Regions from separate parts of the Mus musculus genome. Here all the other regions are linked to region 1. Evidence: chromatin contacts called from public Hi-C data. All regions are on one chromosome and are shown on one strand. Each heading gives the region's core, a stretch centred on a gene start, on an enhancer-like site or on the middle of the called end of the contact. The rest is flanking DNA. Distances are from core to core; before and after follow the strand shown. Region 1 overlaps Herc1 (HECT and RLD domain containing E3 ubiquitin protein ligase family member 1). Region 2 has its middle 7.5 kb from the start of Car12. Region 3 has its middle 19 kb from the start of Usp3.

Region 1 (4,720 bases), core at 565-3,064:
ACTCAGGCGTTAACAACACAGGTGTTTCTACCAATGATTCCCCTATTCCATAGCTCTAACTTTTAAGGGATATTTGCATCCTGTTATAAATGTTCAATCATTCACACAAAGGATGAATGGCTAATATGGTGTAACAAAATGAAATTTCCCTTTGGCAGAGAGACAAAGTAAGGGGTAGAGAAACAGATTTCAATTCAATTACTAATTAAAATAAGAAACAGAGTGGAAATGTTAGAAAACAAACCCAAAGTAGCACCCACTCAGCATTTATATTCAACCAAAACCCTTGTCTATTTGTCTACTTTCTTGACTAGAAAATGTCTTACCATCCTTTCGATAGCAGTGTTCCAGTTCTCGGCGGTGCATAGTGGACACATCAACAACTTCAATCAGTCCTAGAGATCCGTCCATCCGTCCCACCAGCAGTAACTCTGGAGACTCTCCTGACCAGGTTGTAGCTGGACCTTCTTCTGGCCAGGCCAGGGCAGATACCCAGTGAGGCTGAATATCTACTAATCCTTTTCCTCCTACAGAGGGAGAAATGTTAGCCCATTTTACTCTTTAAAAAAGAACACGTGCCAGGTGTAGTGGTACACATCCTTAATTCCAGCAATCAAGAGGTGGAGGCAGGTGGATCTCTGTAAGTACAAGGCCACTCTAGTCTACACGTGCCATATAGATAAAGATAGATAAGAAAGAGATAGATAGATAGATCGATCAATCGATCCTTGGCTAGTATGGGATTCAGTGAGGGATAGATATATCTTTCAATAAATATATGTAGATATAGATCTCCAAAAATAAAAATAGAAATTTCAAAAAAGAACAAGAAAAAATATTAGCTAATAGCTAATGCACTCTCCAATTCACAACAGTCTATGAACCTAAAGGTCTGTGAAAACAGAATCTTATTCGTGTCTTGAGTATCATTTAAGTCAACAATCTTTAACTACTTACAGAAAAAAGAACTTCTACAGATGACAGAATAAAGGAATAAACTTAGTAGCAAATGGCAAACACTTAAGTGCTTTCCTATTGCTGGCAAATTGGCACATGTTTCTTTCCCAGGACACTGCGGGAAGGCTAAAGGCAACATCACTAAGGTACTTCTGCTTTTAGCTTACTTGTTTTTGACATAGGCATCACAATGTAGTCCAGGCTGACCTCCAACTTCAAGCAATCCTCCTGCCCCCACCCCCAAGTACTGAAATTCCATGGGCCATGATGCTCAGCGACTTGTAATAACTATTGAAATCCCACTTGATATGAGTAATTTACCTACAACTAAGACAAGCTAGCTACTCCTTTATTATGTGAATGACAACAGCCATTTCTTAAATATGTAAAAATAAACAAATACTAGTAACTCTATAATCACAGCAGTATTTTTTTATCCTCTAGAAAAATACAATAAGATTTGATAAAGGGCTTTGTGGGTAAAGGCACTTGCTGCCAAGCCTAATGACCTAAGATCCACATGGTAGGAGAAAACCAATGTCAAGTTGTTCTCCAACCTCCATACATGCACCCTGGGAGGGAGGGAGGGAGGGAGGGAGGGAGGGAGGGAGGGAGGGAGGGAGGGAGGGAAGGAAGGAAGGAAGAGAGAGGAGAGAAAGGAGGGAGGAGAGAGGGGGGATGGAGGAAGGACAGGAAAAAATAAAGTATAAAGCACCTAATAATTTTTATCCCTGAAAGAAACAAATGATAGAGCTACTTCAAGTGACTGAAAATTACGTAGCTTAACAAAGCCTACTTACTGCTGCATTAAAAGAAGTTTTGGCTTACAGAAGTAGGTACCTGAAACTTCCAGGAAGTGCATCCTGTGCAGTATTTTCATAGAAAAGCTCATGGATTTCCAGGTAAAGAGAAGCCAGTGCTTCCAAGACTAAGTGAGAAGGAGGCTGAGCTGCACCCATTGCAGTTGCAAGACTCTTACCATTAACTTGCCAGATGTTCACCATCTTCTCCAAAGCCCCAGCAAGGTATTTGCCACTGATACTCCAGGAAACAGGTGAGAAGCTTGGGTCGCTGGGTGACCCAAGGCTTTCCTCAGCATCCCCTTCCCTAAAATGCAGAACAGATGAGTATGCAATTTCCATCCCCATTTCCAAATTTAGTAAGCTATACTTCAAACCTTGAAGCTAGGGGTACATACAGGCAGGCCATTATCATAGGATATTCTTAGTTAACAGTATCTCTCACCACAGAGAAAATATCAACTATGAAAGAATGATGCTTTGACTACTCATTATTAGGACAGAATCTGTCAGCAAAGACCTTCAGAATTGATATGGGTTGTAGACAGAGTTACTATTCAGAGTATACTGATTTCTGTATGCCAAATTTATATAAAACGTCTTAGAAAAGGAACGCATGTAGAGAAAGAAACTTTACCAAATTTACTGTTGGTGGTGATGTAAATTAATCAGCTATTGTGGAAATTAGTTTGGAGAGTTCTAAAAAAATAAAAACATAACTATCATATGGCCCAGCTACCTCGCTCCTGGGCATATACACTGAGAACTCCATACTCTACTACTAGGATATCTATACTCACATATTTATAGCCATTTTTTAACTGTAACAAAGAATTGGCAACAACCTAGTTATCTATTAAAAGATGAATGGGTAATAAAAATCTGGTGTATACATGAAAGAATAATACTCAGTTCTACATAAAAATGTATGATAAGATTTGTAAGAAAATGGATGGACTTAGAATGTATATCAAGTGAGGTCAAACAATCTCACAAAGGGAAAAAAACCACATGATTTTCCTCATATGTGGAATCTAGCCAATAATATATGAATATATGCAAATAAATGTATATGTGAATATAGTATAGTCTATAGAAAAGAGAGCAACAAGATTAAATCTTAGGAGATAAGGAAGGACTAAATGTGGGTAACAGCATGAGTTATTCAGGAAGATATAAAACCAATTATGTTTTAGTTCTAACTCTGTTGTGGAGTTTCCATTTGTCCAGTGGTAAGCACATAAAAATATATTCAGTAGTGTTAGTGTAAAATCTAGTGCAAAGTTTCACAGCTGCTGTTCTATGTGGCTGTCTGTACAGAAGTTCAGGTAAAAAGTTCAGGTAAAGTTAAGTAAAGCATAGGCTTTAGGCTTGGTTGCCTTCAATGTGTGATTTTTTTTTTTTATTTCAAAGTTTTTATAATAAAATTTACTAAATCATTTTTTTTTTAAAGAAATACCTACAGCTAGCTACAGTACTATAAAGATGCAACATGTCGACACAAAAGCAACTACTGTAATTCCCAAATAACCACAGAAGACTAATGAAAATCAGTATACTGGTTGATATAACTAAACATGTATTTGCTAGTAAGCTCTGTTCTAAATAGAATTTTAATTTTTATTTCATGAATTACTACCATGGAAAGGTAAATGTGCATTCTGTAGATTTAGAAATATTCTAAAAGAAAAACCTTTAGTTTTAATGAGGATGGACTACACTAACACAACCAAGGTGAGGCCTGCCAAAGACTGCTCCAGTTTTACACCAGTGGAACAAGCACTTACAGTCTATTGAACACACAGGTTTGCTGTAGTGAGTATTGCTTCTTGGTAACATTCCACACCCGAATAGTGCCATCATTGCCACTGGTAGCCAATAGGCCTTTTTTATTACACCAAACACATGTCATTACCTAGAAAAATTAAAGAGAGATAAGCCAAGCCAAATTTTGAGTTAAAGGACTTCATCATTTGAAGTTCTACTAAAAAAAAAAGAAAATCCATGTTATTCAATATATGTGGTTTCCTAAATGTCTTGTAAAATAGCCATTAGATTACTAGGCTCAATCTTCCTCAAATTACTTAAGACATAATAAAGTCCTTTTTATAAACTTTTATTTTATTTTCATCTCTATAGGAGAGAACGCACATGCCAAAGTGAACATGTTGCAGTCACAATTGAGGGAGTCAGTTCTCGCCTCTATTATGGCTCCTCTTGGATCACATCAGGCTTGGTGGTAAGTACTTTTACCCAATGAGCCACCTTACCTAGCTCTCTACTAAAATGTCTAAATATTTAATTAGTTAACAATAAACATTCGAACATGCTGAGAAGGAATGACTCCAAGAGGCAGAGCAAGCTGCCACACACATTCTCACATCCCTTCCAGATGACACTCACGTCAGTGTGGACTTCCTAAGGGACTGAAGATGGCTCATTGGCTACAGGGCCTATATTGCTCTTGAAGAGAACCCAAGTTTGATTCCCTACACCCATACTGGACAGTTCACAACCACCTGGAACTCCAGTTCTGGGGACATCTGATAACTCTAGCCTCCATGGGCTCTGCACTCACATGCACAAACCCCTTCTACTCTTCTACACACATTAAAAAAAATAAATCTAAAAAATCTTAAGTATATATTCTAAAAGTAATACAGACTATGTAGTGATTTTAAAAATGATTAATTCATTTCAGTACTTGCTTCCTAAAAATTCAGGGTCTACTAGATTAATCACCTACAATACATCAGGTACTTGTTGTATAGATAAGCCTTTATCTTTTAGGAACTGATTTCTTTCTGTTAACCCACATACAAAGAAACTAGAATTAGCAACTACTAGGCAAATCTTGGTAATCGTGTATATATATGTGTGTGAGAAAAAGAGACATAGAGAGAGATACAAAGACCTACACTCTGAACAGTCAGACAGGTAATTAACACACTTGATTTCAAAAT
Region 2 (4,720 bases), core at 1,284-3,783, 230 kb before region 1:
ACCATGAAAGTTCACAATTCTACACACAAGATAATTTATCATTTTAAGAGGATGAGCCTTACCTCTTTCCAGGTATCTAGGAAATCATGGTTAGCTGACATGAAGCCGGCTTGGGAGATAGAATTTAACCATTATAGCTTGGATTTCTTGCAGCCACGTCTCCCTGCATACCTGCTTGCTGAATCCACTCTCCGCTAACCTCAGGAGTCTCAGATCCTGGTCTTGGAATTGATCCAAAGCATGTCCTCCCTTCACAGTGCAGGACAGCTCACATTCCATGAAGCTCGTAAGTGAAACATAAATTAAACAGTCCTAATATCAAACCCAGCAGCTTTCACTGAGTCAGACAGAAAGGCACAGGGGAGAAAGAGCTTGGGTTTGCATCTCCACACCACTCGCTGTCCTACATGACCTTGGGCACGCAGCCTTCTGCTCTGAGTATCTTCAGATACTGTCTGAGGAGTGGGGACAGTATCCCTGTAACCCCAGCACCCAGGAGTCGGCAGCAGGGAGAGCACACGTTCACAGCAAGCCTGGGCTTTACAGACAAACACCACTTCAAAAATTCAAAATGATAACAATAATTTAAGATAGCAAAGATACAAGGGCTATAGTAAATACACCCCCACAGAGCCATCAAGAAGTAATATAATAAGCTAGGCATATTTAAATGTGGCACGGGGGCATGCTTAACACTGCATACATGTAGTTCTCTTAAAAGGCCCTGCATGGCTGAAGGAGGAAGAGGCCAGTAATTTTGTCCCGTAATTCCATACTTGGTGTGGGCAACCTCACCAACTTCCATGGGCCTTCAGGGATGAACAGGCAAAAACTTCCAGATACAGTTTTCTCCGTGGTTCTATATATTGGCCCCAGTCATTCTATTGAAATAAGACACCTTCTAAACAGTAGGCTCACAGGCACTGGGTCGCAGGGAAAGTCTGATGTGGGGGACTCAGAGCTACTGCCACATAGGCTTGGAAGAAGCTGGAAATTTCCTCTGTGCTCGAGTATACAAGTACTTCCACTCTAGCTGTCTACAACCTCAGGACTTCGAGATCTGCTCCCTCATTTCAGGTACTTCCAAAGAAACCTGGCAAGCAACCCCCAGTTGCCTGCACGTCGGTGTGCAACCATCCCTACGAGTGGGTTGGAGGAGCATGCCTGTGATTTTTCTTCTTCTCTTTCAACTGGAGTTGATGCACTAAGCTGGGCCACCTCACTTAGGCGCTGAGGCCTAACAGTGCTCAGGGAGGAGAGTCTGGGGCAGCAGTTTATACAGCTGGCTTTGTAACATGGATAGACAAAGATGAGTAGAGAGAGCTTCTCCCTGGGCCCATAGAATTGAGGTGCCTCTCTGGCCAGCAGCCAGTCTTGCTGGATCTAATTTCCTCCCAAGCCCTGTGTTGGCTAAAGATTTGACTGGTGGTTGGTAGGGCATCATAGTTCTCTCGTGTGAGATGGCTTGACCAGTGAACTAAGACACCTCCCAAGGAGACATGGCATATCGAGACCACTGGGATGGCTAAATGCATCATGAAGTAACTGCTTTATACCCCTTCACTTGAAGATTTGGGGGTTCCGTGGCAGTAATTAAGTGACTAGCATGGAATTACTGGCTAAGCCTTATGGCTTGGGCCTGTAACCTCAGTACGTGAGAGATAGAGGCAGGAGAACTAGGAGTTCAATGCCAGTGTTGGCTGCACAGAGAGTTTGAGTCCAACCTGGGCTCCATGGCACCCTCTGCCAAAGATAAACAACAAAGTAATGGCTGATTACTAATGTCTATACCGTTTTTAACAATGATGTACAAAGCATGGTTCTGATGTTGTATGCCTCTGCTTACTACCCACAATTTTGTGAGTGGAAGAAATGATGGCATGCTACAGCCAGAGTTCCCAAAGAATGTTAAAAGAATCAGAAATTTCTAGTCCTACAAACTTGGACTCTCTCTGCAGATTTTATTTCCTCTAGGGGCTGGGGTGACCTCAATCACACTATCTTTATGATAGGGACTTAATCCCACTTAATCCCAGTGAAAATGTGTAAAAAATCTTTTCTAATACTTAGGAAGGAAGACCACCATAATCCGTAATTACAAAGTTGGTTGACACCTGTAACCAGAGAGTTGCTAATGAAGACATTGGGCATGCTTTAGGAACAAGACTGCCTGGACCCATCTCACCTCTGAAAACCAAATTAAACCAAACTAACATAGCCCCAACTCAGGGAGTAAATCAGTCAGACATAGTGAACAATGGAAATCCCAACACAATAGCTTGTTGTTTTCTTGTTGCTGTTTGCACACACAGCCTAGACCAGCCTTGAGAGCATCAGCTTTCTGTTTCCTGAGTACTAGATTGCGGGCACACATCATCGTGCCCAGATCACAGCAGTCTTATGTGACTAGCTGCCCCTAGAAGGGAAGTGGTAAGGAAGAGAGCAGAGAAGTGGTGGAAGGAGCTATCCTCCTTTGTAGCCTTGTCTAAACAAAAGAGGAGGTACAGGGCAATGAAAGGTAATTCCAGATCCATCCACTGGAGGGGAGTAGTGAGCAACATGATGATGGGCAAAGTGCCCTGGGAGAGACAGGAAACAACTTTGTATGTTGACCTGCAACAATGAAATAACTCAGCCACATGAGTTTTAGAAACAAAGTTATTTACATGTAATGTTTTAAAGGCAGAGAAAGCCCAATAATCCATCCTATACCCATCAATTCTTCACTTTTTTACATCTTGTTCTCTTTATTGTCCATGTCAATTAAAAAACTCCTGATAACCTTGGGGCAAATATGTTGTCTCACATGTACTACACTGCTACAAGAACTTACATTGAGGAACTGGAGACATGTTTTCAGTAGTTAAAACATGTAGTTAAGAGCATTTACTGCTCCTGCAAAGAACCCAGTTTGGCTCACCTCACCCACATGACTGTTCACAACTGCCTATAATTCCAGCTACAGGGGAATCCAATGGCCTCTTCTGGCCTTCAAGGGTACTGCATGCATATGGTATACAATACCCACCCATACAGGTAAACACATAAAAATAAATCTCACTTGAAAGGCAGGAGCAGGTAAATCTCTGTTAGTAGCCAGGATGCTCAACATAGCAAAGTCCAGGCCACCCAGGGTTACATAGTGAGATAGAAAGAAAGAAAGAAAGAAAGAAAGAAAGAAAGAAAGAAAGAAAGAAAGAAAGAAAGAAAGAAAGAAAGAAAGAAAGAAAGAAAGAGAGAGGAGGGGAGAAGAGAAGAGAAACAAAGAGCTAATTTTTGTTCCCAAAACACATACACACACACACACACACACACACACACACACTGGATTCTTTAGTTGGTCTGCAGCTCATGTTTGTTTATGGTGGTATTTGAAGTTAGGGATCAACCATAATTCTTCTATGTAGTGAGCCAGTCCCCTACACTATCTATGCAGCAGTCACCCCTTCCTGTTGATTTGTCTGCTACACATCAATTGCATATGCACACTCATGTACATTTTTAGCACTTTCTTACCTTTGTTCTATGTAAATGTTTTATTATGTAGCTGTGCCGGTTGACCTTTCATGTCCCTCTTTCTCAACTGTATGTCTGCAATCATCAATATCATAGAAAAAGTAGCTCCCTTGATCTTTATAGTCAGCAGGTCATGGACTTGAACATGATAGCACAGACCATGGACACCCACATGGTCTCTGATGTCAACATGGTCTCCTGTGGCAGTTCAGACCATGGACATCAACATGACCCTCTTCCACTGCACAGGCCACGGACACCATCCTAGCCCTGACAACAGTACGGATCAAAGATATTAATATGGCGTCAGGTAGCAGTGCAGGATTCTCACGTCAACATGGCTCTCTGCAGCAGTACAGATCACAGACATCTAGATACCCAGATGGCCTTCAGTGGCAATACTGGCCACAGACCCCAGCTGAGGTAGGACTGGGGACCCAGACATGGCCCTCAGCAGTAGCATGATAGGCTATACCCATTAACACGTCTCAGATGGCTACCCACTCATAGCAGCATGGCCCCTCAGCAGCGTCCACAAACATCAGCATGGCCTCAGGGGCAGCCCAAACCGACAACATCTGTATGGCCTTTAGTGGTAACTTGGCCAGGAACATCAGCAGAAACATCCTGGCTGCTGTAACACCACTGACATCCACATGAACCTCAGGCTGCAACATGGACAAGGGCATCAGACCACAGATACCAAGTGGCTTCCAGGGGCAGCTTGGACCATAAAGGTCTTTTGAGAAGATCCAATCCAGAATATGAACAGTTCTTCATACTGGACATCTGCTGTTGCTCAGAACCAGGGCAGTTGTGCATGTGTCTGGGCAGCATGTTGTTCAGGGGCTGAGTTAGAGGGCAAGCCCGGGCTGCTGTCACAACCGTGTTGACCTAACTCAGCAACTCTGTGTTTCCCTGTCTACAGCAGGCTTCTCTCACACCTAGCATTTCCACCATGTCTCCATCAAATATTCATTTATCCTAGAGCATTGGAAACTGCAGTGTGTCACATAAGTGGTTTGGTTTGATATGGGTTTTTATTGTTTGGGTTTTTTTTTTTTTTGTATTTTGTATTTTATTTTTGTTTTTTTGCCCAAATAGTTTTGCATGCTATGGTGGTTTGAATGTTAGGCCCAGGGAGTGGCACTATTAGGAGGTGTGGACTTGTTGAAGTAGGTGTGGCCGTTGAAGGAAGTGTGTC
Region 3 (4,720 bases), core at 1,267-3,766, 140 kb before region 1:
CTCTTTCCTGGCAAAATTACCAGTTTCCCATCTAGATTGTTCATGTGCTAGTTTTAAAAGCATTTTTGAGATGCCAAATGACAGGCATTTCCCTCCAGGTGTTCCTATTGTGTGGTGTCCCTGTGTCTCCAGCACCATTCCCCGAACTCCCCCTGCTTCCCTGGTTTAGCTTCTAAGGTCCAGGTAACCAGATATGAACTTCCCAGGTCAGGAACTGATGGTCTAAAAAGAGAAGGCGTGATCGGTCACCTCATATGCGGCTGAGGGATTTTTGCCTAGTTATTTGGAGCTTTTTAATCAGTAGCTCTGCATCCACTTGTTCTCCTTCTCCCTCTCTGTCTCTCTCTCTGATTTTTCCAAACAATTTAGGGGTATGTGCCTGAGTTGTAATCTCTAGCACTGGAAATACACACACACACACACATACACACACACACACTATTTGGGGCTGTGTGTGTGTGTAACTATGCATGTGTATACACAACCGCTCCTAGCTCAAGTGTGTACTTTAGCTCTATAATAAAACTCCTTCCTGATTCCTTTTGAAGAAACTGATGATTGTTCTAAGTAAACTGTGAGGAGGAAAAGAAAGGGAAGCGTGGATTATTGAGGAGGAGGTGAGGAACAAAGTCCTTCAACAATGCCTAGCCTAAGCACACGTATGCACGCGCACACGGGTGCAAGAGTCTCTGGATGCTTAAGAACAAAGTTAATATTTAGTTTTGCTTTCAGGGAGGAGACCTGGAAAACGTTGAACATCTTGTGGTAAAAATATACAAAGCATAAAAACGTATGCTGTTGTAACTGTTTAAAAATACATAACTCAGTGACTTTCAGTACGTTCATAACACAGGGTGACCTCCCATGCATCTAACTTCAGGACATTGCCTCATCTCATAGAAGACCCCACATCCATGAGAAACCATTTCCTGTGCCCTGGCTACCACTAACCTTGCTCTATATCTCTATCAATTTGCTTCTTCTCTATATTTCATAGAACAGTAATGATATAACGTGGCCCTTTAAGCTGGGCAGCTCCAGCTCACAGCTTTAATCCTAGCACTATGGAGGCAGAGCCAGACAGATCTCTGAGTTCAAGGTCAGTCTGGTCTTCAAAGCAAGTTCCAGGACAGCCAGAGATACACAGAGAACCCTGTTTTGTTTTTTAGGTTTTTTGTTGTTGTTGTTGAAGATTTATTTTTTTATTTTATGTATGTGAGTACACTGTAGCTGTCTTCAGACACACCAGAATAGGGCGTCATATCTCATTATGGGTGGTTGTGAGCCACCATGTGGTTGCTGGGAATTGAACTGAGGACCTCTGGAAGAGCAGTCAGTGCTCTTAACTGCTGAGCCATCTCTCCAGCCCACGAACCCTGTTTTGAAGAATAAAAAACAACAAACATTTGGCCTGGCTTCTGTGGTGGTTTGAATAGGTATGGCCCCCACAGATTCAAGTGTTTGAATGCTTGGCCCATTGGTAGGTGTGGCCTTGTTGGAGGAAGTGTGTCACTGTGGGGGTGGGCTTTGAGGTCTCCTATGCTCAAGCTATGCCCAGTGTAGCACACTCTCCTCCTGCTGCCTATGAATCAAGATGTAGAACTCTCAGCTTCTTCTCCAGCACCGTGTCTACCTGCAGGGCACCATGCTTCCTACCATGAAGATAATGGGCTAAACATCTGAAACTGTAAGGGAGCCCCAAATTAAATGTTTTCATTTACAAGTGTTGCCAAGCCATGATGTCTCTTCACAGCAATAAAACCCTAAGACAGCTTCCTTCACTTGGCATGTCTTCAAAACTTGTTTTTATTTTAGACTGTTATCATTTCTTCATTCTTTTCTATGGCTGAGTAACACTGCGTTGTGTGATGTTGTTTGTTTATGGTAAGAGGTGGTTCTGGTGTCACTGTGCTCTGAGGATAACCCTCAGGAGTCAGGGATGGGCTTGGGTGGTCAGAAGAGGCAGCAAGTCCCTTTCCTTGCTGGGCCATCTCACTGATCTGTATAGCCACTCACCAGTGATGACGCTTGGGCCATTTCCAACTTCAGTTATTGTGATTAGCCCTGCGAACACTGTGATGTTTCAGTCTTGTATCATGTTGCATGTATTACCTAACAACCCAAAAGATTGTTTTAATAAAACGACCAGAGACAAATGCATTACTTTATAACTGAGACCTGTCAGCTCTTTAAGATCATTACGGGATCAACAAATGGGTCTCCTAGGACCTAAGAGAAACGGAGGGGTGGGGAGTTTAAAATAGAATCCAATTTTAAAATAATCCAGTGGCTTTTCAAGCTGCAACTGCGCCCGTCATTGTTCCAGAAGCCTTGCCCTGGCAAGCGTGGGAAGGGCTGTGAGAATGTGTAGTTGATCCCTGTTTTTCAAAAAGGGAAAGCGGTAATTAAAGTTGGCTTTACCGTGTGATTATGTTGACTTGGTCTGATGCACAGATTCTCCCCGGGAGTCTGGCTCCTGCAGCGCCACAGATGTCCTCTAGGGGGCGAGCCCAGGAGACGCCGAGTCCCCTGAGGAGCTCTGAGCCAGGGGGAACTGGGCCAGCAGAGCCTTTGCAAAGGGAAGAGGAGAAAACACCGTGACGAAGCATCCAGTGCTGGGAGGACACTTGGGAGACGCGTTTCTCAAGCACTTTATTTTTATAAACAGAGAGATGGAGAGCCAGAATAGCTGCTGCTGTCACAAACACTGGAGGCAAGAAGTCTGGGACTGTCTGTAATGATGCAACACGCAGCACAGGGACAGCGTCTTTCCATAGCCCAGAGTGGGGAGTTTGAATGTCTCCTCCCTCGTACACTACCTTCCGACTTCTGATCCCACCAGTTAGTTACATGTGTGACCCAGGGGCCGTAATTGAGTCTTCCTAGGTCATGTCAGTATTTGCTTACTGGGTCTACTATCTCCAGACAACAGAGATATACCCAAATTCTGCGTGTATCAAACCTCCTTATTGCTACGTATGCAGATTCTCAACATGTGTTTAGTTGGAGAACTACTATAGTCCTTTCAAAGGCCATAGTTCTGTTTAACGAATTAATTAATTAATTAATTAATTAATGAGTTCCCCTCCCCCCCTTGTCTCACTACATACCTCAGACTGGCCTGAAATCCATGAACCTCCTGCCTTAGCATTCTAGATTCTGGGATTTACTGCTTTGCAGCACCCCACCTGCACCAAATAAATCTTGAACTTTTATTTTCTGTATAACATTATCATCCCGGGGGGTGGTTGTTGACATGTCACAGAACTGAGCCTGCAGCTAATAGATGACAACTTCAGTCAGTTCTCCTTCCACCATGTGGATTCCAGGAACCTCAGGTGATCAGCTTATCTAACAAGCTCTTTGATCTGCTGTGCCATCTCCCAGGCTCCCAGATAAATCTTTATTGGTGACATCTTCTCATATGTAGAAGGTTTACCCTGGCTGGGGAAGCGAATGAGAGTTTTGAGTGTAAGCGCCATGTTTAGGGTCAAAAGCTCCTCTGTGAAGCCCATCCTGTGTACACTCTGCTTGCTGTCTGCCAACCAGGCATCCTTAGAGCCTTTCCAAGGCACAGAGGGCCACATCCTCCTGCCTCCCCGTCCTGCATTTGGACAGAGCTGGGCTTGGATGTTTCAGTTATCACTGATCCTCCTTACCCATGGGTATCACGTGCACGGATTCAACCAACCATGCTGAGAATGGGCCTCTGGATTTGTGTGCTGGTTTTCATTGTATTCAGAATGATTTGGAAAATGTACAGCTCTAGGGTCAGAGCACACATCTGCGGTGCTAGGGTAGGTGAGGAGGGGATTCTTGTTACTGTTGTTGTCTGAGACAAGGTCTCTCTACATAGCCTTGGCTGTCCTGGAACTCACTATGTAAACCAGGCTTGTCAAACTCACAGAGATCTGACTGTCTCTGCCTCTCTATTAAAAGAATATACCGCGGGGTGGTGGTGGCGCACGCCTTTAATCCCAGCACTTGGGAGGCAGAGACAGGCGGATTTCTGAGTTCGAGGCCAGCCTGGTCTACAAAGTGAGTTCCAGGACAGCCAGGGCTATACAGAGAAACCCTGTCTCGAAAAACCAAAAAAAAAAAAAAAAAAAAAAAATACCACATGCCAGATGTGAGGGGATTCTTTTTTTTTTTTTTAAGATTTATTTATTATTATACGTTAGTACACTGTAGCTGTCTTCAGACACCCCAGAAGAGGGGGTCAGATCTCATTACAGATGGTTGTGAGCCACCATGTGGTTGCTGGGATTTGAACTCAGGACCTCTGAAAGAGCAATCAGTGCTCTTAACCACTGAGCCATCTCTCCAGTCCGGGAGGGGATTCTTAAGAAGGGGAATGTGTTCTGTCTTTACTGTCATAGTTACCCAATGTTTGTTGAGTCAAAATTCATGAGCACGTGTAAGAAGGGAGTGGAGATTATTGTATACAGGAGGCTATGGCTGGCTGGCTCTTCCCGTCCAGCACAGAGGAAGCAAATGGTTAATAAGTTGAAGCTTTTAAAGTTGGTCTTCACCAGCCATATGTTCTCTCTCATATACAGATTTTACCCTCTAATTTATAAAAAAAAATAATTTATTTGGGGGACTGGAGAGATGGCTCAGTGATTAAGAGCACTTACAGCTCTTTCGAAGGATCTAAGTGTGGTTCCCAGCACCCATATTGGGGGAGGACAGCTTTCAACCTCCGTTAACTCTAGCTCTA

Evidence for each region. Hi-C and Micro-C count contacts between places; a contact is called where the count stands out from the background.
Region 2: a contact with region 1 is called in a Hi-C map of regulatory T cells, with 6 times the contacts expected there. The contact joins two enhancer-like sites. A contact is called at or near these places in 10 of 39 promoter capture datasets (the 3T3-L1 cell line, the C10 cell line, the HPC-7 cell line and 5 more), 2 of 15 datasets of contacts at CTCF or cohesin (large pre-B cells and pro-B cells), 18 of 484 Hi-C or Micro-C datasets (B cells, the Ba/F3 cell line, CD4 T cells and 10 more), 8 of 115 datasets of contacts at active chromatin or transcription factors (the SCID.adh cell line, T-cell acute lymphoblastic leukemia, bone marrow-derived dendritic cells and 5 more) and 3 of 9 other capture datasets (adipose tissue, embryonic stem cells and liver).
Region 3: a Hi-C map of regulatory T cells shows a contact between it and region 1, with 1.6 times the contacts expected there. The contact joins two enhancer-like sites. A contact is called at or near these places in 2 of 484 Hi-C or Micro-C datasets (nephron progenitors and regulatory T cells) and 2 of 9 other capture datasets (liver and pancreatic islet).

What each region holds. Positions count from the first base shown.
Region 1 is chr9:66,469,190-66,473,909 of GRCm38.p6, reverse strand. Herc1 (HECT and RLD domain containing E3 ubiquitin protein ligase family member 1) reads right to left here. Exons shown (of 78, transcript NM_145617.3): 52 at 3,545-3,672; 53 at 1,937-2,064; 54 at 327-527. Among named protein-coding and RNA genes, the nearest start is that of Fbxl22, 43 kb to the left of the region's middle. Within about 2 kb of position 1,814, at least 2 of the 459 cell types and tissues checked have an H3K27ac peak or open chromatin away from gene starts, as enhancers often do. A contact at or near this core is called in regulatory T cells, where this site is marked.
Region 2 is chr9:66,703,779-66,708,498 of GRCm38.p6, reverse strand. No RefSeq gene overlaps it. Among named protein-coding and RNA genes, the nearest start is that of Car12, 7.5 kb to the left of the region's middle. Within about 2 kb of position 2,533, at least 26 of the 459 cell types and tissues checked have an H3K27ac peak or open chromatin away from gene starts, as enhancers often do. A contact at or near this core is called in regulatory T cells, where this site is marked.
Region 3 is chr9:66,609,712-66,614,431 of GRCm38.p6, reverse strand. No RefSeq gene overlaps it. Among named protein-coding and RNA genes, the nearest start is that of Usp3, 19 kb to the right of the region's middle. Within about 2 kb of position 2,516, at least 105 of the 459 cell types and tissues checked have an H3K27ac peak or open chromatin away from gene starts, as enhancers often do. A contact at or near this core is called in regulatory T cells, where this site is marked.